Regions from separate parts of the Sus scrofa genome. Here all the other regions are linked to region 1. A link is a contact called in public HiChIP or PLAC-seq data. All regions are on one chromosome and are shown on one strand. The core of a region is the stretch at or near the end of the contact, and the rest is flanking DNA. Distances in the headings are between cores, read along the strand shown.

Region 1 (4,752 bases), core at 1,564-4,063:
GTCCTAAAATGTTCACGATTGCCACCATCGGCCTGCTGCCTCCTCCAAAGGGAGGGGCTCCCCCATCCCCGTGTGCCCCCCGCTGATGGTATCTGCCAACCTGCTTTCAATCCACCGTGGGCCCAGACAAAGCAAATAACTCCATTTTCCTCGTGCACCCAGCTGAGAGAGGAGACAGCCACCGGGTTGCTAGAATTGAAGCTCGGGGGGTCAGGGATTTTGGTCTCTTTTGTTTTGTTTTGTTCACGACTACATTCCACAGGGCCTGGCCAGGCATAGGCATTCAATAAATATTTGTTGAATCAACTATAAAGAATCTATTATTTATGGAGTCTTTGTTATGTGCCAGATACTGTGCTAAGTCCCCTTGATACTTTGATTCCTTGAATCCTTACTGCATTCCGCAGGATGGTCTAGGTTATGCTGCAGTAACAAACAGTCCCCCACATCTCAGTAGTTTAAAATAACAAAAGTTTATTTCTTGCTCACAGTACAGAAGACAACATGGGGTCATATTTTGTGTAGTCCTCATTCTGGGACCCAAACTGAAGGAATACCCAACATCTCAGGCGTTGCCTGTTACCAGGGCAGATAGATAGGAGTTTTGAAGGTTCTCACCCCAGCAATTGAATGCTGCAGCCCAACAAGTGATACTTTATTCTCATCTCATTGGCCAGAAGAAATCACATGATTCTACCCAACCACAAGGGGGCCAGGAAGTGCCTTCCTCCCATGTGCCCAGGAGGTGGAAGATTTGGCGTACAGACTACTAATGGCAACCACATTGGTATTTTTATTATGCTCATTTTTACAGATGAGGATGTTGTGGCCCAGAGAGGTTAAGTGACTTGCCCAAGATCACAGAGCTAGTAAATAGCAGAGCTGGGATTCAAACCCAGCTCTGTCTGACTCTAGAAACTAGTGTCTCAGCTGTTGCTATTTATAATCCCCAAAGTATGATCTGTTTAACTTTGTTTGTTCACAAGTTAAACACATTCAGTGAATTGGGCTGATGCAAGACACCCACCGAAACACCTCCAGAAAGGGGTGGATCGCCACAGTCACGTATTCTTAAATTACACAAGTCACAAGCAAAGGCAAATACTGCTCAGAAAACAAACAGACGAAGTCCTGTTCACGACATGTTTGGTTTGGCCCACAGAGTATTTTATTTAATTGGAACATGTTGCCAATAATTGAAAATCAGGAGATTTCACGTTTTAAAAAAACAGCTTCCCTTGAAACTTTTAAAAAGAAAAATGGAAAGACCTGGCAACAATAGCCTGCATTCCCATAAGGCAGTCAGTCAGCGTGACTGCAGACAAAGCCAGGTTCTCAGATGACAGAAAGGCAGCCTGCGTTGGAGTCTAGAGGGAGGGGTGTCATTAGCCCAGAGCCCAACACACAAAATGCCACTCTCTTGAACTACAGATGTAACAGCCTCACTTTCACACTTTAACATAATTTCATTGCAGTCTTTGCAATAACGAGTGTCAACTGTGTGCCTTTAAAAGTGTAGAAAAGATGCCGCTTTGGAGAGTGAAAGCATCACTGTCCCCAGCCACACCCACTAGGTCTCTAGCTAAGCTTTGGGCAGATAAAACCTTCCCCCACTAGCTACCCTACCACTCAAAGGAGAAATACCTGGCCTTCTGAGCAAATTTACATGCTGCTTAGCTCCAAGGGCATTTGAACTCACCTCCCCTGATATACACATAACCACTTAAAGCCGGTTTTAGGCACTAGGATATCTGCCAGTGATTCGCAGGGGAGAATGCCCATGCTGTATTTGACAGCGACACCTTCTGGTAGTGTCCGGTTTTACAGCTCAGCTCTACCAGACCTTGGAAATACTTCAATAAACCACGTCCTGAATGTTTGGGTTCCTTCCAGGAGTACTTTGTGACCCATTTGAAAGTCTTTTCAAACTATTTTTCATCTTGAGGTGCATAAAATGTCCTTTACAATCCTCATGAGAAACTGTGAAATCAATGGGGCAGGAATTAGAACTCCTGCTGGAGGTGTTCCCGCTGGGGCTCAGCAGGTTAAGAACCTGACATATCATATATGAGGATATGGGTTGGACCCTGGCCTCACTCAGTGGGTTAAGGATTTGGCATTGCCACAAGCTGTGGCATAGGTCACAGGTGTGGCTCAGATCCAGAGTTGCTGTGGCAGTCACAGTTCTGATTCAACCCATAGATTGGGAACTTCCATGTGCCACAGGTGCAGCCGTAAAAAAATAAATAAGTACATACATACATACATAAATACGTAAATAAATGAATTCATGGTTTAAAAAAAAAAAAACTCCTGTCGGACAGAGAGGGGTACATGCACAGAGAGGCACAAGTGACTTGCCTGAAGGATACAGCATGGCCAGGCCTCTTCCGCAAATGGCTCTAGGTTCCAAACCCTGCCGTCTACCTAATCTCTGAGCCTGATATCATGGGAGAAACCACGTCCTTCCCCCAAACAGATGCTGCTGCCTCAGCCAGAGCCCACAAGGCTGAGCATACCCTGAGCAGGGCCAGAGATCCGTGTCTCTTCTGGAAGTTCCCGTCCCCTAAAATGGAAGAAATTCCAGCAGCCCGGGGAAGAGCAGATGGGGCGGGCCACGGACCCAGACGGAAGAGCCCAGAGACCAGAAGAATGTTCCACAGTTCTGAGAGCCTGCCATGGTCCCAGCCACCACGCGAACGCCTTCCAGACCACACTGTTTCAACCCATCTGCTGAGATGTTTTCCCTGGGGGAGTGGAAGTTGCATTTCGTAATGGAAGTCGGGGAGGTGCATGAGATCTAGTTTGCAGAAAAGTGCATCGTGGCTAATATTGCTCAAACATCTGTCACTTGAAGTGAAAAACAAACATCTCCATCTCGAAGCTCCCCCCACCCCCACTTTCCTCTTCAACCCAGAAGTTTGCAGCAGCTCAGGCTTCATGACGAATGGACCCAGGAGATCTGGAAACACTTCTGAGTCCAGATTCCAAGACACTGCCATTTGGCCTTCGCCCTCAGGACAGACACGCCTGGAACCCTCAGGAGCTGGCACTTGAGCCCTCAGAGGGGAAAGTCAGAGAAAGGGCCCCCACCCTCACTGAAGCAGCAGACCTTAGCCATCCCTCTGGCAAACATCCAGGGAGGCTTCCTGGATCTCTCTTGCCCTCTCTTTGGGGTTTTGTTGTGGGTGGGAGGGAGCCAAGCACTATTTTTAGAAATGGTTATTCGGACTGCTCTTCTTCCCCTCCCATTCGCAACCTCTCTGGAATGAGCCTGGAGGGTCCCCTGCTGGGGGCTTATCTGGGAGACGCTGGGCACGTGCCTGGCATGCAGAGCCTCTTTGTGGATGGAGTTGGGCTTGCGCTGGGGGTTGGAATGAGTCTTTCAATCTCAGGTTCTCCAGAAGCAGCACCCATTTGTACCTGTGGTTGGAAATGATGTTCCTCGAAGCTGGTTTTCCTAGCTTGATTCCAGAAGGGATACTAGAGATGAGGTCTCTGGCGGCTAGTGACAGAAACCATTTCCCAGAATTCCCTGGTGATGCAGGGGGTTAAGGGTCTGGTGTTGTCACTGCTGTGACTTGGGTCACTGCTGTGGTGCAGGTTTGATCCCTGGCCCGGGAACTTCCACATGCTGAGGACATGGCCAAAAAAAACAAAAAAACAAAAAAAAAAACAGTGACAGGTCTTGGTTAACTGAACCACAAGAGATGTTCAGACAGTAGCTGAGAACACATGCCTTGGACCTGGCCATTGAGACTCAAATCCGGACTCTGACACCTGCCAGTCATTAAGTCCTTGGACTTTTACTCTACCTCGGAGCCTGTTTCCTCATGGGTAAAATGAGGACAGCGATGATAAGGCATTTACCTGGGTTATGAGGACAATGAGAGGAGCTCATATCAAGGGTTGAAAACAGGAGTTTCTGTCACGGCTCAGTGGGTTAAGAACCTGACATAGCGTCCAAGAGGATGCAGGTTTAATCCCCGGCCTCACTTAGTGGGTTAAGAATCTGGCGTTGCTGCCAGCTTCACCATAGGTCACAGATGTGGCTCAGATGTTGCTGTGGCTGTGGTGTAGGCTGGCGGCTGCAGCTCTAATTTGACCCCTAAGCTGGAAACTTCCATATGCCGCAGGTGCAGCCATAGAGAAAGAAAGAAAAAAGAAAGAAAGGAAAGAAAGAAAGAAAGACAGACAGACAGACTATACCCTGAGCAAGTAAGACAATATATTTTTAAAATATTTTTTTGAGGAGTTCCCGTCGTGGCACAGTGGTTAACGAATCCGACTAGGATCCATGAGGTTGCAGGTTCGATCCTTGGCCTTGCTCAGTGGGTTAACGATCCGGCGTTGCCGTGAGCTGTGGTGTAGGTTGCAGACGCGGCTCGGATTCCGCGTTGCTGTGGCTCTGGCGTAGGCCAGTGGCTACAGCTCTGATTTGACCCCTGGCCTGGGAACCTCCATATGCTGCGGGAGCGGCCCAAGAAATAGCAAAAAGACAAAAAAAAAAAAAAATATATTTTTTTGAAAAGAAAGAAAACAGTGTAGAAATCACTCAATAAATGTCAGCATGGCCCAAGAAATAACAACAACAACAAAAAAGACAAAAAAAAAAAAAAAAAAAAAAAAAAAAAAAGTTGGAGTTCCCGTCGTGGCGCAGTGGTTAACGAATCCGACTAGGAACCATGAGGTTGCGGGTTCGATCCCTGCCCTTGCTCAGTGGGTTAAGGATCTGGCGTTGCCGTGAGCTGT
Region 2 (4,974 bases), core at 1,711-4,210, 380 kb before region 1:
CCCAAAGTCCATTCCACCCACAGGAACCAAAGGGATTTTTTTTCTTGCACCCCTAGCACGTGGAAGTTCCTGGGCCAGGTACTGAACCCTCACCACAGCAACGACCCAAGCTGCTGCAGTGACAATGCCAGATCCTTAATCTGCTGTGCCACCAGGGAACTGCCAAAGAGATCTTTCTGTGAAGTCTAGCTGTTCATGCGCTCCCCTGCCGTGAACTTCATTGGCTCCCCACTGCCTCTAGGATAAAGTCTTGGCCTCTGACACAGCCTTCAGGCTCACTTGACCTGTTGCCAGTGGTCTCCACAGGCTCACTGGGCGCTAAGCTTCCACCATGGCAGCCTGATTTAGTTTAGCCTGCTCTTTCCTGCCTCCGGACCTTTGCACATGCTGTTCCTGCCGCAGGCATGCCTTTCCCTGTTCTTCTCCTGGCTCTTTCAGCCCATTCATCCTTCAGGAGCAGCTCTGCTTAGGATGGCCTTTGCTGACATCACAGACTCTAATCGGCCCCTGGCTCTGACCCCCGGATTGCTAATGGTACCTGGCGGAACTGGAGAACCAGAAAAGATCTCAAATCCAGCTTGACTGTGTTTGTAAATCAAAGCAGCCTCCTTCCTCCTCAAATTTTTCTCCACCTGCCCATTCTCCAGCTCAAGAAGGCAGAGCTCCACTCCAAGGCTGCCCCTCACCTGCTCAAGCACCTCTGATGGCTCCCTAGCACCAGATGCTTAGACCACAATCCCACAGATTTCTCAGATCTCCACGTTCCCCTTTCCCTTCACTGACCGGACCATCCCTCCTGCCAGGTCCCATGAGACCCTAAGATCCTTTGCATGCAGTTCCACCCAGTGCAAACAGTTGGTGCCCAATGATAGCACACTGGCTGACTCAGCGAGGAGGCCAGGCTTGGGTGAACTACTCACCAGGCGGGGCGTAGGAGAAGGCCAAGGGGTCAGGGGCATGCGGGGAGGCCTTGATCACCTCGCGAGGGGGCACGGGGAAGGGCAGGCCTGATGTCCAGCATGAGGGATCCGTGGGCAGCTTCTGGCCCTCCGCCACAAAGGCCGGGAAGAACACGGGCTTCTCTGCTGAGGGGTGAAGGAGGGCAGTCAGCCACACTGGGCCAGCCCTCAGACCCCCGCCCCAGCTATGCTGCTCAAACGAGACCTGCCCTGTGCCTGCAGCGCCAGCCTTGGCTGGGGGAGGGTCCCGGCCAACAGCGACAGGGGGCCTGTGATGGAACCCCCAGGTCTGCAGGCCAGGCACTGTGATGACTCCCATGATGTCCTGCCAAGCACATGTGCCCCGGGGGTTCTCAGCAGCCCGATGCCAGCCCTGGAAATCCCACAGGCACTTCCCAGGTACCGGGGGAGCAGGGGCTTGGACGAGCCTCCAAACCAGGGGGTGGCAGATGGCGGCACAGGGCCCGCCCCCCCCCCCGATCTCGTCTGCACACTTGTACTGGAATGCGGTCACGTCCACCCGTTTATTTATTATCTACAGCAGAGCTGAGTCGTTGCGACAGAGACCGTCTGGCCTGCAAAGCCTGAAATATTTACTATCTAGCCCTTTCCGGAAGAGGCTTGCTGACCTCTCCCTTGATGAAGGCGGTCAGAACGGCTTGCCGAGATCCTCGGACGTGTGCTCTGTCAGGCGTGGCTAAGGGCCCAGACGCCCGGGGTGACAGCATGCATACATCAGCCTGTTTGCTGAGCGCGTACCACGTCCAGGCGCTGGGCTGAGCCCTACAAAAGCATGAACTCAAGAAGCCTCCTCACAGGCTCAGAAGGAAGAGGGTGCCCAGGCCCAGCACGTGGAGAGCAAGCTGCATACAGACACATCAATAGACAAATCTACAGTCCCCAGCAGATAGTTGGCCCAGTCAGGATGTGACCCCTTAGCCTCCCCGCCACTGCAGCTGCAGATAACATGACAGCAGCGGAGGCTGACGCTCCCTGGGGGTGTCCTTGGGAGGCTCCAACGAAGTGCTCTGCGTGAACTGACTCGTTCATCCTCGCGACACCCTACAGGGAATGGACGATTATTATCCCCATTTTGCTGACGGGAACACAGAGGCTCAGAGAGGCCAAGTCACCAGGTCAGAGGCCCACAGCCAACAAGAGGGAACTCTGAATGCAGGGAGCTGGGCCACAGGCAGTGACCTTACCCTTCACCACGCACGCTGACCACAGGAAGAGGAGCAACCATAGGCCCTGGATTCTCAGGCCTGGGGACAGCTCCCAGACACGACCAAAGGCCACACCGCCTTCACAGCGTTCTCCCGCTGGCCTCTCTCTGCTGAAATCCATCCTAAGCGCTGAACTTCTAGCTTGAGAACTGGTGTTGGGCTGGAGGACCAACCCCGGGGGACTAACTGGCTGATGATGACTTGGCAACATCAGGCCTGGGATGGGAATGGCAGGCAAGGGTCCTCCCTCGGGCCACCTCCAGATGACAGAAGGAGGCTCTGAAGGCCCGTCAAGGGGAGGCGAGAGTGTCAGCATCGGTGAGTGGAGCCCACTGTGCCGGCAGGTGGGGCAGAGGCACATCCTCTGTTTCTCTCCTGGGCAGAGGGGAGACTGAACTTCCCCCTGAGTCTGTGCCTGGTGAAGGAGGTGGCCCAAGGAAAGGGTCACAGCTGCGGGGAGCAGTGGGGTGGGGATTCTCATGCTCAGCCAGCCCCTAAAGGAGGCACCCGGAAATTCCACAAATGCCCTGGACCTCCCCTGTCCAGCTACCCGACCCTGTGCGAGCCTGGGCCGCTGGCTCCAGCTCGGCTCCGGCTGCAGTGGGCGGGGACAGAAGCCAGGGTGAACCGGGGTGGGGGGGGGCCCTCCGGTGTTGGAAGGGAACCTTGGGGTCGGGCCAGGCTGGGCAGGAGGCCCAGAGCCTGGAGAGACAACCTGTTCCTCCAGCTGGGCCCAGGGAGCCCCAGGGATGGGCTGGGCGGAGCTGCTCCACGTGGGAGCCAGGAGGCGGGGAGGCTCTGGAGAGACCAGAGAGGTAGTGCTGGGTGTCAGGTTCACGCATGTGCCTAAGGTGCTGAACTGTGAGCCAGGCTACGGTGCCCGGTGCCAGGTGTACCGTCTCCTGAGCAGAGGGCAATTCCAGGAAAACAGCGTGGCCCTCCGCTGTGCCAACGGGCCAGGGGCCAGACTCAGAAACCACAGCAGTGGCTCACTTTCTCCCAGGACAGGGCCTGTGACCTGTCCCAGCAGGCCCTGCCTGGCCCCATGTGGTGCCCTGCCACCCAAGTGTGGCCCAGCCCAGCTTGGATCTGGCGCCCGCCAAAGCTGTTTGGGCCCCTGACATTGCTAGGCAGCTACCGCCCTGGGCTGGCGCCCCGGCCCTGGAATGTCCTTCCAGAGCCAGACCCCATGTCTCACACAACAGTCTTGCCCAGAGAACCCGCCCCAACTGTGGGGAGTCCCCATCCCAGCGTGGGTGGCCGGCAGGGTCCCAGGAGAAGGAAGACATCCTGCTTTCAACCCCACACTTGGGTTCATCGGCAGGTCCTTTTGCTCCTGAAACAGAACCTCTGTGCCCTCCTTCCATCCAGTGTGGCTGTGACCAGCGCTGGCCTCCTCCGTCTGCCCCCACTCCCCGTGGCCCCAGTCCTCAACAATGGCCAGAGAGCTTTCTAAATTATAAATCAGACTGCCTGATACTCCCAACACACACACACACACACACAGACACACACACACACACACACACACACACACACACACACACACACACACACACACACACACACACCCTTAAAATCCCTTTGGCAAAGGCTCATTCTGCACCTGAGACAAAATCCCCACAGTGCCACCACCTCCCACCAGCCCTGCAAACACAACAAACTTATTCCCACCCTAGGGCTTTGCATGTGCTGTTCCTGTGCCTGGAATGCCCTTCCCCCAGACTGTCCCACAACTACCTTCTTTTTACAGAGACACTTCCCTGAGCCCCTCTTCACTCCCTCTGTCTTGTCGCTTTCTTTTCTTTTTTTAGCTTTTTAGGGCCGCACCCACGGCACATGGAGGTTCCCAGGTTAGGGGTTGAATCAGAGTTACAGCTGCCAGCCACAACCACAGCCACAGCAACACCAGATCTGAGCCGCATCTGTGACCTACACCACAGCTCATGGGAATGCTAGATCCTTAACCCACTGAATGAGATCAGGGATCAAACCCACAACCTCATGGTTCCTAGCAGGATTCATTTTTGCTGTGCCATGAGGGGAACTCCCGTCTTGTCTCTTTCGATGCATGAACTACTCTAAAGTCACCTGGCTTCCTGCCATGCTCCCTGGTCTAAGGGCCTCCTCATTCACAAAAACAGCAGCTCCTCCAAATGGGGACTTGATCCTATTCCCTGCTGACCCCCCCCGCTGCCTGGCACAGTGCTGAGCAATCTAGGTGTTCGAAGAACATCCTGCCCTGTGGCCATAAGCTGGTCCATATGGGTGGCATCCGGATTTCCTGCGGCAGGTGAAGGCGGCCATGGGGAGGCAGTTGAGGTGGGCTGATTAGCTGGGGAGTCACTTGCAGGAAGTGTGGAGCTGTCCTGCTTCAGGGACGGCCCTGCTCTTTGTCCTCAGACAGGCACATGGCCTCACCCTCAGGGAGGCCCATGGCCAAGGGCCAGCGTGGCTTTTTAGAGACAGCAGGACGCTGTTATACCCAAGGCTGGTGGGGGGTGGGGGTGGGGGCGCAGGTGGCCTTAGCCGCCCGAACCTGTCCCTGGGCTGCATTGATCACAGAGGGTCACCTGGGGTCCTGCTGCCCTCAGAGCCCTAGAGCAGCCTGCAGGAGCCTGGGCTAGCCCAGAGTGGGGGACCCTCTGTAGGGTCAGCCCCCAATGCCTGGGACAGGACAGGCTGATCTGGGACGAGTGCCCCTTTGGGACAGAGGCTTGAGATTTCTTGGGTCCAGTGGGGAGCGGGGCAAAGACAGAAGATCCAGAGAATAAGAAACCACGCCCCAC
Region 3 (5,230 bases), core at 503-3,002, 280 kb before region 1:
AAGTCAAAGCAATGCTTAAGTAATTTGCGCAAGGTCACAGAGCCAGGAAGTGGTAGAAATGGGATCTGAACCTGGACAACTGGCTAAAGTACATGCGGCCCCTTAGTTCTCTTGTCATTATGATTGTTATTCATGTTACTTGGGGTAGAAGGGTCACCAGCCCTGCAAGGCCCAGCTCCCAGCTCCCAAGCCCCAGCAAATTCAGTCTCAGCCTGCATCCACTGCAGCTTCAAAAGGCAGAGGCATAGCTAAATTAGGTGATCCAGTAGTCCCTGCCTGGAGCATAAGGCACAGGTACCAACTGCATGTTCCCATCCAGGCTGGCCCTGGGACACCAGGCACTCCCCAGCTCCCACCTGGACTCTGAGCACTGATCCAGCAGCCAGGGTCAGACCCCATATCAGGGATAGCGGGGAAATATGACCAGGAGCCCAGAGCAGGAGAGGACCAAAGGGGCCAAGGCAGGGAGGAGAGGTCCTCCTTCTGTCACACTTCACTGTGTGACCTCACACAAGGAACAATCCTTCTCTGGGCCTCAGTTTCCTCATCTATGAAATAAGGGAGAATACGCAGGCCATGAATACAGGCCTTGAGCATATTTGGAAAGAGTCAACTGTCAATCACTGAAGGTGAGTCCTTAGTGGCTTTATGGGAAGATGGGTAACTCACCATCTCACAGGACACCAGATTCCACTTTAGGGCAGCTCAAGCCTTATTAGTTTAACCCCTGGGAGACACTCTGCTCTTGGTACCCTAAGCCCCTCCCCTAAGACCAAGCCTCCTCCAGACACCACGCAGCTGGCCTCCACAGATCCCTAGAAGCCCCGGTAGTCTGCTACAGAACCTGTGTTCTACCACCCCAAAGGCCCCTTCCAGGGCTAAATGTAAGCAGAGGCCGGTGTTGATGAATCAGGCTCTGGGACTGATGGCCTACAGGTTCAAATCCCAGGTCCGCCACTTCTCAGCTGTGTGACTTCAGACAAGTCACTTTATCTCTCTGGGCCTCAGTTTCTCCCTGTGTTCAATGGAAACAATCACTGTGCCTACCCTCTGAGGACTGCTACGTAAAAAACCTGGCCCATCACCTGAAAAGGAGAAGCTATTCAACTAATGTTTGCTGTTATGATGAATAATATTACTATTGTCTACTGCATTACAGGAATTCTTCTACATGAGTCCCTAAGCTATTGCCATCCTTCCACAGATCAACTGGCCCCTAAAGCTCTCCTATGACCTAATGCCTGCATTTCTATTTGTATCTCACAGGCAACATCCACACCAGTCTGTGTGTCTCAGCAGAACGGAACACAGCCACACCAAGATGGGTCTCCACTAGCCGCCCCTCCTCCTCCCACTCACAAACCCAAGTCTGATGAGGGGTTGGAGATTGTTCGCAGAGGTCCCCATTTCACAGATGGAAACACTGAGGCTGGGGGTGGAGAGAGCCAGACGCTTCACAGGGACACCTGCATCCCGCCTGGCAGCCAGCACACAGCAAGCAGAAGGTGGGGTGGGGGCTCCAGGGGGCGGAGTGGGGCATACCCGGTTCTCGTCGTAGATGATCTGCACCAGGCTGCGATGCTTCGACTCAATGGGCGGCGGTGACACAGGCTTCTCAGGCTCGGGTGGCTTGGCGGCCTCCTCCTCCAGCTGTTGCTGTGGGAAGCGGGGAGAGCATAGCGGTGAGCACGCCGGCGGGCGGAAGAGAGGCAGCACCCCCATGGCGGAGGGGCGGCCCCCATGCAGCCGGGCTGGTGGCCCCGCACAGGAAGTCAGGCTGCTAACCATTTCCTCTGAGTCACCCGCAGGGACTCCGAGCCCTGGAGGGCCTCTCTCAGCTCCCACGGGGAAGGGCCTGACCAGGGTCAACTCCAGACTCACAACCAGCCTTCCTGGGTTCAAGCCCAGCTTTGGTGAGCATAAGTAAACAGCTTAAGCCCACTGTGCCTCAGCTTCCTCATCTGTAAAGTGGGCTCATTAACCCTGATGAGTTAATGCATGCATAGTGCAGACTGGGGACGCGCTAAAGACCAGCCACTAGCCATCATTACCACCACAAGTGCCGTCATCCTCAGGAGAGGCTGGAAACTCTGGGGCCAAACTGTCCAGACTGGAACCCTATTTCCCTATTTCTACTACTTACTTGCTATGTAACCCTGAGAAGCTGCTAAACTTCACTTTTCTCATTTGGAAAATGGGGATAATTAAAGTTTCTATCCTAGAGTTGATATGAGGATGAAATGAGCAGATGCATGCAAAGCACTAAACACCTAACAACCAGCTTCTCATCATCGTCATTATCATCGTCATCTGCCTGTGGTCCTCACGCTGGACCCTCCTCCTCCAAACACCATTAAGGACCTCCCTTCAAGCTACTGTCTGCTTTCTAGCAAAAAGAGAAAGCAAAGACCAGAGAGCGTAAGACACTGGCCCAAGGTCACACAGGAGGCCAAGGCCCAGGGGTACAATCTGACAGGGCGTTTTGGGTGAGATGAGAACACTGTTCTTTGCACAGAAGGCTCACACATTGCGCCCATGACAATTATGGAGCAAAAAGATAAAATAAAACCATTTTTTTAAATGACCATTATAAACTCAAAAAAAGGTGGCCACGAGGAGGGAAACACAGAAAGAGCCAGAAAATCCAGTTTTGGCTGCTGCGGGCACAAAGGCCTGGCTGGTTGAGCTGAGCTGCCTCAATGCCACAGTGACCCCTGATGGTGGCTTTTAGAAGGGCAGTTCGCATGGGGCAAAACAACTAAATCCCTCCAAAAAGGGCAAAACAAATTAAGCAAAGAAATGGAAGGAGTACCCAGCCAGAAAGGGAGGACAGAAAGGCGATTCCAACCAGTGGGTGAAGGTGGCCCTCCCTGAGGCACTAAAAGTGCAACACAAGTTACCACAGGACCCAGCAATTCCATTCCTCCTACAGACCCAAAGGATTGAGAACAGATGCTCAGACAAAAGCACACAGCAGCACTACTCCCGACTGTCAAAAGAAGGAGACACACCAGACGTTCACCAACTGATGAATGGATAAACAAATGTGGTCGATCCATCCATATAGTGGAATATTATTCGGCAATAAACAGACTGAAGCCGATAGAGGCTGCAACGGGGGTGAACGCCGATGCTGAGTGAAAGCTGCTGGACACAGCAGACCATGTGTTTTATGATCCCATTTATAGGAAATGTCCAGACAAATCCATAGAGACAGTAAGCAGGTTGGGGTTGGGGGGTTACTGCTGATGTGTATGGGGTCTCCTTTTTTGGTTGATGGAAATGTCCTAGAACTAGATAGAAGGGGGTAGCTGCACCATGCCATGAATGTACTAAATGCCGCTGCATTACTCATCCTACAATGAGTCATTTTATGTTTTGTGAATTTACCTTTAAAAAAAAAAAATGCCAAAGGAGAATTTCTTTAAAATCTGACTATCGAGGGCTGCTCTGGGCCCCCTGGGCTTCCGGTCGCAGTCAAAAGTGTACACACGACTCAGCCTCATCCCAAAGCCAGGTCTAGGGGGACTAAAGATCCCCAAACGCCACAGGCCTTGGCGATGCCTGCCAGACTCAACCAGGGCCTGCCTACCCACACACTGAGTCGGCCTCCTGGAGACCCACAGACTGCCCCCCCGGGTCTGAGACAGCTGAATGAGTCTCCATGACCAACCCAGCTGCTGGACCATCCTCAGCTCCCCTACCCCCCACCCCCACCCCAGCAAGCAACAGCCCCAAGGCCTCTTGGAATCAACAACCCCCTACCCCTGTACATCTTCCAAAAATCCAGGAAGCATCTCTCACCAGCTTTCCTTCTACTGCCCATAGTGGGCAGGGTGGGCCCATGAACCTATGCAGAGCCCACGCATCCTTACCTGGAGGGGATCAGGGCTGACCCTGCCTCCCCCAGGGTAACCCAGATGCTCCCCAGAGTCAAGACACTGTCACATTGACTCAGTCAAGTTTTTCTCTCTCTTTTTAGGGCCGTGCCTGCGGCATATGGAAGTTCCCAGGCTAGGGGTCAAATTAGATCTGCAGCTGCTGGCCTAGCCCACAGCCACAGCAATACAGAATCCAAGACGCATGTGTGACCTACACTATAGCTCACGGCAATGCTAGCTCCTTAACCTGCTGAGCCAGGGATGGAACCGGCATCCTCGTGGACACTAGCTGGTTCTTAACCCACTGAGCCACAGCAGGAACTCCTCGGTCAATAGTTTTTGAGGAGCAGCCACTACATGCCCGCACTGCTAGGGGCCCAGCAGGGAACAGGAGACAAGAACCCTGTTTTCACACTGCAGTTGTGAAAAGATCACTATGTCACAAAGTGAAATACTCATTAATTCAAATGGTGATGCCATCAAGTGGGGTGACAGGACAGAGCAGGGAGGGCAAACTTTCCTTGTAAAGACCCAGAAAGTAACTATCTTGGGCTTTGCTGGCCACATTGTCTCCGTTGTGACCACTCAACTCTGTAGTTGAATGACAAAAGCAGCCACAGACGACGCGCAAACAAATGGATGTGGCTAAGTGCCAATAAAACTTTATTTACAAAAACAGCATCAACCCAGATCTGGATGGATTTGCTGACCCCTCAGGTAGAGGATGGCTGGGGAGGGGGAAGGGACATCTGAGCAGACACGTGAAGATGCCCAGGAGGGAAGTAGGAGAAGAGCCAGGAAAATGCAGATCATCAATTAACTGCCTATCAGTTCATAGTAAAATGTAAAATTTTTAAGTATAATTAATCTTTATATTATACTTAGAAAGTATATAAGTATACTTTATATTATACTTTATATTATATTAAGATCCCCTCCTTACAACCCTATGAGATGACGTCCTGTCTGTGCCCATTTTACAGATAAGTAAACCGAGTCTCAGGGAGGTGAATGTTCCTAGGCAGAGCTAAGAGGCCCAGCTCACTCAGATTTCAGAGCCAGGGCCAGAGTCACGTGATATTTTCCTCCACATTATGGATGAGGAAAGTGAGGCACAGAGAAGCAACTGCCCCCCCAACATCACTGGACAGCCTGGCTGTAAATGCTGACCTCCCACCCATCATTCCTCTGCCATCCAGTATGGTAGCCACTTGTGGTTATTCAAGTGTCAATTTCATTTAATTCCAATTAAACTAAATTAAAAACTCAGGTCCTCAGCTGCACTAGGCACAGTTCAGGTGTTCAACGGTCATACATGGGTAGTGGCTATCATTCCGGGCAGTGCAGAT
Region 4 (5,039 bases), core at 1,851-4,350, 300 kb before region 1:
GTGCCCGTGGGCCACCCAGGACCCCAACCTCGGGAAAAGGTGGGAGACTGGGGTGGTGGGGGGAGCACTCCAGGTCCTGGCAGCTGAGGGAAGCACCTCCTGGGGGCTGAAAGGCCTGGAATCAACCCACCCCAGGGACCCCATGGGGAGTCACTCTCTGCCCCCATGTCCCCTACCACCGCCTCAGAGGCCACCACCAGGCCCAGCGTGCTCAGATCTGCCACCACACCTCAGCCCCGGGCTGACAAGAGGCTCCAGGCCCTACTGTGATTTCCAGCAGAAGTCGGCACCCTCACTACCTCATCTCAAGTCTGAACCACTGATAAGCCTGCCCACTCCCTCTTCATTTATGGACCCGAGCTGGGCCCAGAGCCCTGCCCCTGACAAGGAAAGGCCACGCCCACTTCCAGGAGGGTCCGTGGGGGCGACCTCTAACTCCCCAGGTCATTCTGGTCTCACCTCCCATGGGCCAGGTCTCTCACCTGGAGGTCTCACGACTTACATCAGCATCAGCATCCCCTGTCCCAGGCAGGGTGAGTGCTGGGGGTTCTCAGTCACACAGGCTGAGACCACAACCCCTCATCCCGAGGCCGGGCGTCTCTGAGCAAATCTCAGAAGGTCTCTCAGCCTCAGTTTCCTCATCTGAATAATGGGTGCAGTACCATCACACTTTCATCTCCTCCATCATTCAGCAAATGTTGACTAGCACCTACTATGTGCCAGGCACTGCTCTGGGCCCTGAGGACACAGAGATGAGCAAGACGGGCAAAGTCCCAGGCCCTCATGGAGGTGACACTTTAGAGGGGCCACACCAACAATAAGCAAGATAATCAAGATAATCCTGGATTGGGGAACTTAATAGGGAGAGTGGGGTAGCGACTGGGGGTGGGGAGGGTATAGCTATTTTAGATTCAGGGAACAGAAAAGTCTCTCGGAGGTGGCCATGCACCAATATCTTGATCACGAGAAGGACCCAGCTGTGGAAAGATCCAGAGGGAGATGTGCTCCCGGCAGAGGGCACTGAGCACAAAGGCTCTGAAGTGGGGACAAACGCAGAAAACAGAGAGAAGACGCATGTGGCTGGAGGTGGGGCAGGGACAGGGGAGGGGAGGAGTGAGACCGGCAGAGCCAGCTGTACACGGTCTTGTGGGCTGGGGCACAGGAGAGGATCTGGACTTCAAAAAAAAAAAAAAAGAAGTGATGTCAGCCCAAGAGCAATGAGCCCACTGGCACCAAGATCTTGGTCTCTAACACCATCCTCCAATAAAAAGAGCCGTATTTCTCCCGGAAGAATGGCTGAGTCCAGAGCTAGGGCAGGAAGTACACAAGATGAGCCCAGGACATCTTTAAGTAACAAATGCTAAAAATGAAAAACAAGATCAGAAGGACACAGGCAGGACCTAACCTGAAAAGATGGCCAAAGCTGGAACAATTTAAGAGGCAAGCTAAATAACACTAGATTATAACCGGAAGAATAAAATAAATATCCATGTGTCCACATGGATATAAATAAGTGATTGAATAAATAAATGAATGAGGGAGAAAGGACAAATGTTCCTTACAGAACTGCAATTTTATTTGCTTTCTAGGGACACACCTAAAAAGAAGTTCCCAGGCTAGGGGGTCGAATCAGAGCTGCAGGTGCCGGCCTACACCACAGCCACAGCAACGCTGGATCCTTAACTCACTGAGGGAGGCCAGGGATTGAACTCACATCCTCATGGATACTGAGTCAGATTCTTAACCTGCTGAGCCACAACGGGAACTCCCCGAATTCCAATTAATAAACATCAAAGGACTGAAGGAAGCAGAAGATCACTGTTAGATACCACAGTGGTAATTGCTTCAGGCAAGACCCTTGCATGAATCTTAAACTGGCAAAACTTGGAGGAGAGACAGGAAATGTGCACAGCCTCAAAGCATTTCCCCCAAATAAATACCAATCATTGTGACAGTTTTAACTTGCGTCCACAAATTCTTTGATATCCGCCCCTCAAACATATCCAGGAGGTGCAGCTGGACTCCCCTCCCCTCCCCTCGAGAGTGGGCTGGATGGTAACTTGCTATTAAGGCACAGAGTAGGGACAGGAAAGACAGCAACACGAGAGACATGTCTGACACCTCCTGGTGGGGGTGGGGGTAGGGGGGGTCAAGGTCAACACCACCTGTAGTAACACGAACACCTCCAGTTGGGGGTGGCAGGTGCCCCCCCTGTGTCATGATGGGGAGGGCACCTCACCTCTGCGGGACTTTTCCCCCAAATCCACAAGCCCAGCCCCTCCAGAAACAATATCAGACACACCCAAATTGTGGGACATTCTGCAAAACCCCTGACCAGTGTTCTTCAAAAATGTCAGGGTCAGGGGAGTTCCCACTACGGCTCAGTGGGCTAAGAACCCGACCAATATCCATGAAGATGCAGGTTCGATCCCTGACCTCGCTCAGTGGGTTAAAGGATCCGGTGTTGCTACAAGCTGCGGTATAGGTCACAGACACAGCTTGGATCCCATGTTGCTGTGGCTGTGGGGTAGGGCAGCAGCTGCAGCTCCGCTTTGACCCCTAGCCTGGGAACCGCCATATGCCACCAGGAAGCCATAAAAAGAATAAAAAGGGAGTGGTGGGGGAGGGGGAAGAGGGACAAAATCTGCTGAAATGCCACAGTGAGATCAAACAATTTACTTTAGAGTTTGCAGAGGACTTGATGTATATCATGAATTTAAATGCATCGCCCCAAAAAGATGTTGGGGTCCTAACCCCCCAGTACCTTAGAATGTGGCTTTATCTGGAAATCAGGTCTTGAAGGTCATGAAGCATGAGGTCTTTGCAGGGTGTGGGGGGGCAGGTGCTAATTCCATGTGACTGCTGTCTTTATAAAAAGGAGAAATTCAGACATGGAGACGGACACACACGGAGGGAAGGTGGCGTGAAAAGACGCAGCGAGAAGGCCCCGTGAAGATGGAGGGTTGAGGCATCTACAGGCCAAGGAAGGCCAAGGATGCCGGCAAACACCAGAAGCTGGAGGACGCACGATGCAAGAGATCACAGCTCTGCCTACACCTTGACTCCGGACTTGCAGCCTCCAGAGAACGAACTGCTGGAGTTTTCAGCCACTCAGTTTGTGGTGATGGGTTCCAGCAGCCCGAGGAAACTGACACAGCCTGTAACAGTCTTCAGCAAGCAGTGCTGCTGTGGCTTCAAGCTGAAGAGGCCCCAGTGCGAACAAAGGCTCGTGGGGGCAGAGGTGACACACGCAGCCGCCTCTGTTCCCTGAAGCTACTGGAGGGCATGAATTCTCCCAGGCTGATCCGGGTTTCCTTCCAAAACAAGCACCATGCCTGGCACCTAGGAGCATCTGCTTACTGCCAAAGAGGACAAATGTCAAGTCCACAGGTTGCAAACGGGCACAGTCCACCAAGTGGGAGCCAGCTCGTGAGCCTGTTGTGTTTGGACTGTGGTGCTTTCTAAAAAATCTGAATTCGTTGCCAGTATTGAAAACCAGAAGCTCCTGCAGGAAGGGCTGAACTTAAAGCTTCTCCTAAAGAAAAATCAGGCAGCCTGGCCATACTCCCTCATGGCCACAGGCTGGGAACTGAGGCCTGCTGGCCCCTTTAGAAGTGACGAGCTCACCACTAGTCCCCACCACTCCCTACTGCCTCCCACCAGCCCTTCCCACTCTCATTTTGTCCCCGCCCTGGAGGCAAGCATCTGGGTTTGTGCGCCCCTGGACATCTGGCTTGGGATGTTTGCTTGTGCAACCTTCTTCTGGCACATTTTTTGAGTGTTTGTTTTGTCCCAAGCAGTGTTTAAGCATAGCAGCTGCAAACAGCTTACTGCAGACAAATCCTTTCTGCTGAGATTTTGTCTGGCAAAAATAAAGAACAGAGTCTCTCTCAGAGAGCTCTGGAGGGCCAACGGACCAGCAACACGATGAGTTCACCAGTAGAGACATTTATGGGGTGCAAAGGCTATCTACAGTCTCCCGGAGAAGTCAGGATTTAAAAAGCACAACCGATAAAGAGATACAGACCTCGTCGGCTGATACTGGACTAGGCAGGGGAATGGGAACTAGGAAGGAGCAGAAAGGAGATAGGAAGTCTCTGGACATTCAAGGAAGAGTCTGGCCACGCTGTGGGTGGGACTGGCCCTGGAGCCTAAGGGGAAGTCCTGCCAAAAGACAGCCTGGTCAGTCAGGGGAGACTTCCTGGAGGAGGAGAGATCTGAGCTGAGACTTGGGAGAAGCAGAGGAATCGAGGGAGCAGAAGGAAGTGAGGAGAGCACTGGATTCCAGGGCACTAAGGGTGACAGTGAACTGGAGGGGGGAAAGTGGGGCATTCGGGGAAAGCTAGACCCGCCCCCTGCAACCATGGAAGGCAGCCCGGGCAGGGCCCTGAATGCCTTGGGGGAGATCCTGTCAGACCGGGGTGACTGATGTCTGAGCCATGCTTACTGGGGGCCAAGCACTTTTCCCATGTTAAAATGACTCTCCAAGGAGACCAACTTACTGACAAAGTGAGGTGACTTGCCCGAGGTGACCGGGCTAACAGGGGGCAGTGGCCGGACTGCAGTCCTGGGAAAGAAAAGCACGCTGCGTGTGCAGATCGGGCAGGTCTAGGCTGTGTGGCCCTGGGGAAGTTCCTTAAAATCTCTGAACCTCCAGAGCAAGACCAGGAGGTCCTGTTACCAGCAACCTGAGTCCTGAGAGCCCTTTCTACCTGCCCGGTCCCCGGGCACCAGCCAAACCCTGAAGGTGGCAGGTCTGCAAGAGGAGGAAATCGGGAAGGAAGAGACACAAGGAGCCACCAGGCTCCCAGGCCCCGAGGAGAGGAAAGAAGGGTCTAACATGACAGGGTGGCCACAGCAGAACACACAAGAGCCGCAACAGTCACCATTGCATCAATTCCCCGCCCTTTCACCGAATCGCTTTTGGGCTCCCTGGCTCAGTGAGTCAGCCCAGAGCTCTCCCTGTAGGGCCTGTCTGCAGAGGGCAGGGCAGCCCTTCCACAGAGCACCCAGTGATGCTCTGGGGTTGTCCTCAGGCC

Evidence for each region. HiChIP or PLAC-seq counts read pairs in DNA pulled down with a chosen protein or histone mark.
Region 2: a contact with region 1 is called in an H3K27ac HiChIP or PLAC-seq map of skeletal muscle, with 6 times the contacts expected there. The contact joins two enhancer-like sites. A contact is called at or near these places in 5 of 47 Hi-C or Micro-C datasets (liver and skeletal muscle) and 2 of 2 datasets of contacts at active chromatin or transcription factors (alveolar macrophages and skeletal muscle).
Region 3: an H3K27ac HiChIP or PLAC-seq map of alveolar macrophages shows a contact between it and region 1. The contact joins two enhancer-like sites. A contact is called at or near these places in 4 of 47 Hi-C or Micro-C datasets (embryonic fibroblasts, fetal skeletal muscle, heart right ventricle and 1 more) and 2 of 2 datasets of contacts at active chromatin or transcription factors (alveolar macrophages and skeletal muscle).
Region 4: an H3K27ac HiChIP or PLAC-seq map of alveolar macrophages shows a contact between it and region 1. The contact joins two enhancer-like sites. A contact is called at or near these places in 5 of 47 Hi-C or Micro-C datasets (embryonic fibroblasts, epiblast stem cells, liver and 1 more) and 2 of 2 datasets of contacts at active chromatin or transcription factors (alveolar macrophages and skeletal muscle).

Annotation. Positions count from the first base shown.
Region 1 is chr14:28,401,497-28,406,248 of Sscrofa11.1, reverse strand. No RefSeq gene overlaps it. Among named protein-coding and RNA genes, the nearest start is that of SCARB1, 100 kb to the right of the region's middle. Within about 2 kb of position 2,813, at least 26 of the 83 cell types and tissues checked have an H3K27ac peak or open chromatin away from gene starts, as enhancers often do. A contact at or near this core is called in alveolar macrophages, liver and skeletal muscle, where this site is marked.
Region 2 is chr14:28,784,782-28,789,755 of Sscrofa11.1, reverse strand. NCOR2 (nuclear receptor corepressor 2) reads right to left here. Exons shown (of 49, transcript NM_001044576.1): 25 at 921-1,085. Among named protein-coding and RNA genes, the nearest start is that of RFLNA, 54 kb to the left of the region's middle. Within about 2 kb of position 2,960, at least 34 of the 83 cell types and tissues checked have an H3K27ac peak or open chromatin away from gene starts, as enhancers often do. A contact at or near this core is called in liver and skeletal muscle, where this site is marked.
Region 3 is chr14:28,678,898-28,684,127 of Sscrofa11.1, reverse strand. It overlaps NCOR2 (nuclear receptor corepressor 2), which reads right to left. Exons shown (of 49, transcript NM_001044576.1): 7 at 1,543-1,656. Among named protein-coding and RNA genes, the nearest start is that of NCOR2, 39 kb to the right of the region's middle. Within about 2 kb of position 1,752, at least 9 of the 83 cell types and tissues checked have an H3K27ac peak or open chromatin away from gene starts, as enhancers often do. A contact at or near this core is called in alveolar macrophages, where this site is marked.
Region 4 is chr14:28,705,637-28,710,675 of Sscrofa11.1, reverse strand. All of the region lies in intron 9 of NCOR2 (nuclear receptor corepressor 2), which reads right to left. Among named protein-coding and RNA genes, the nearest start is that of NCOR2, 65 kb to the right of the region's middle. Within about 2 kb of position 3,100, at least 8 of the 83 cell types and tissues checked have an H3K27ac peak or open chromatin away from gene starts, as enhancers often do. A contact at or near this core is called in alveolar macrophages and skeletal muscle, where this site is marked.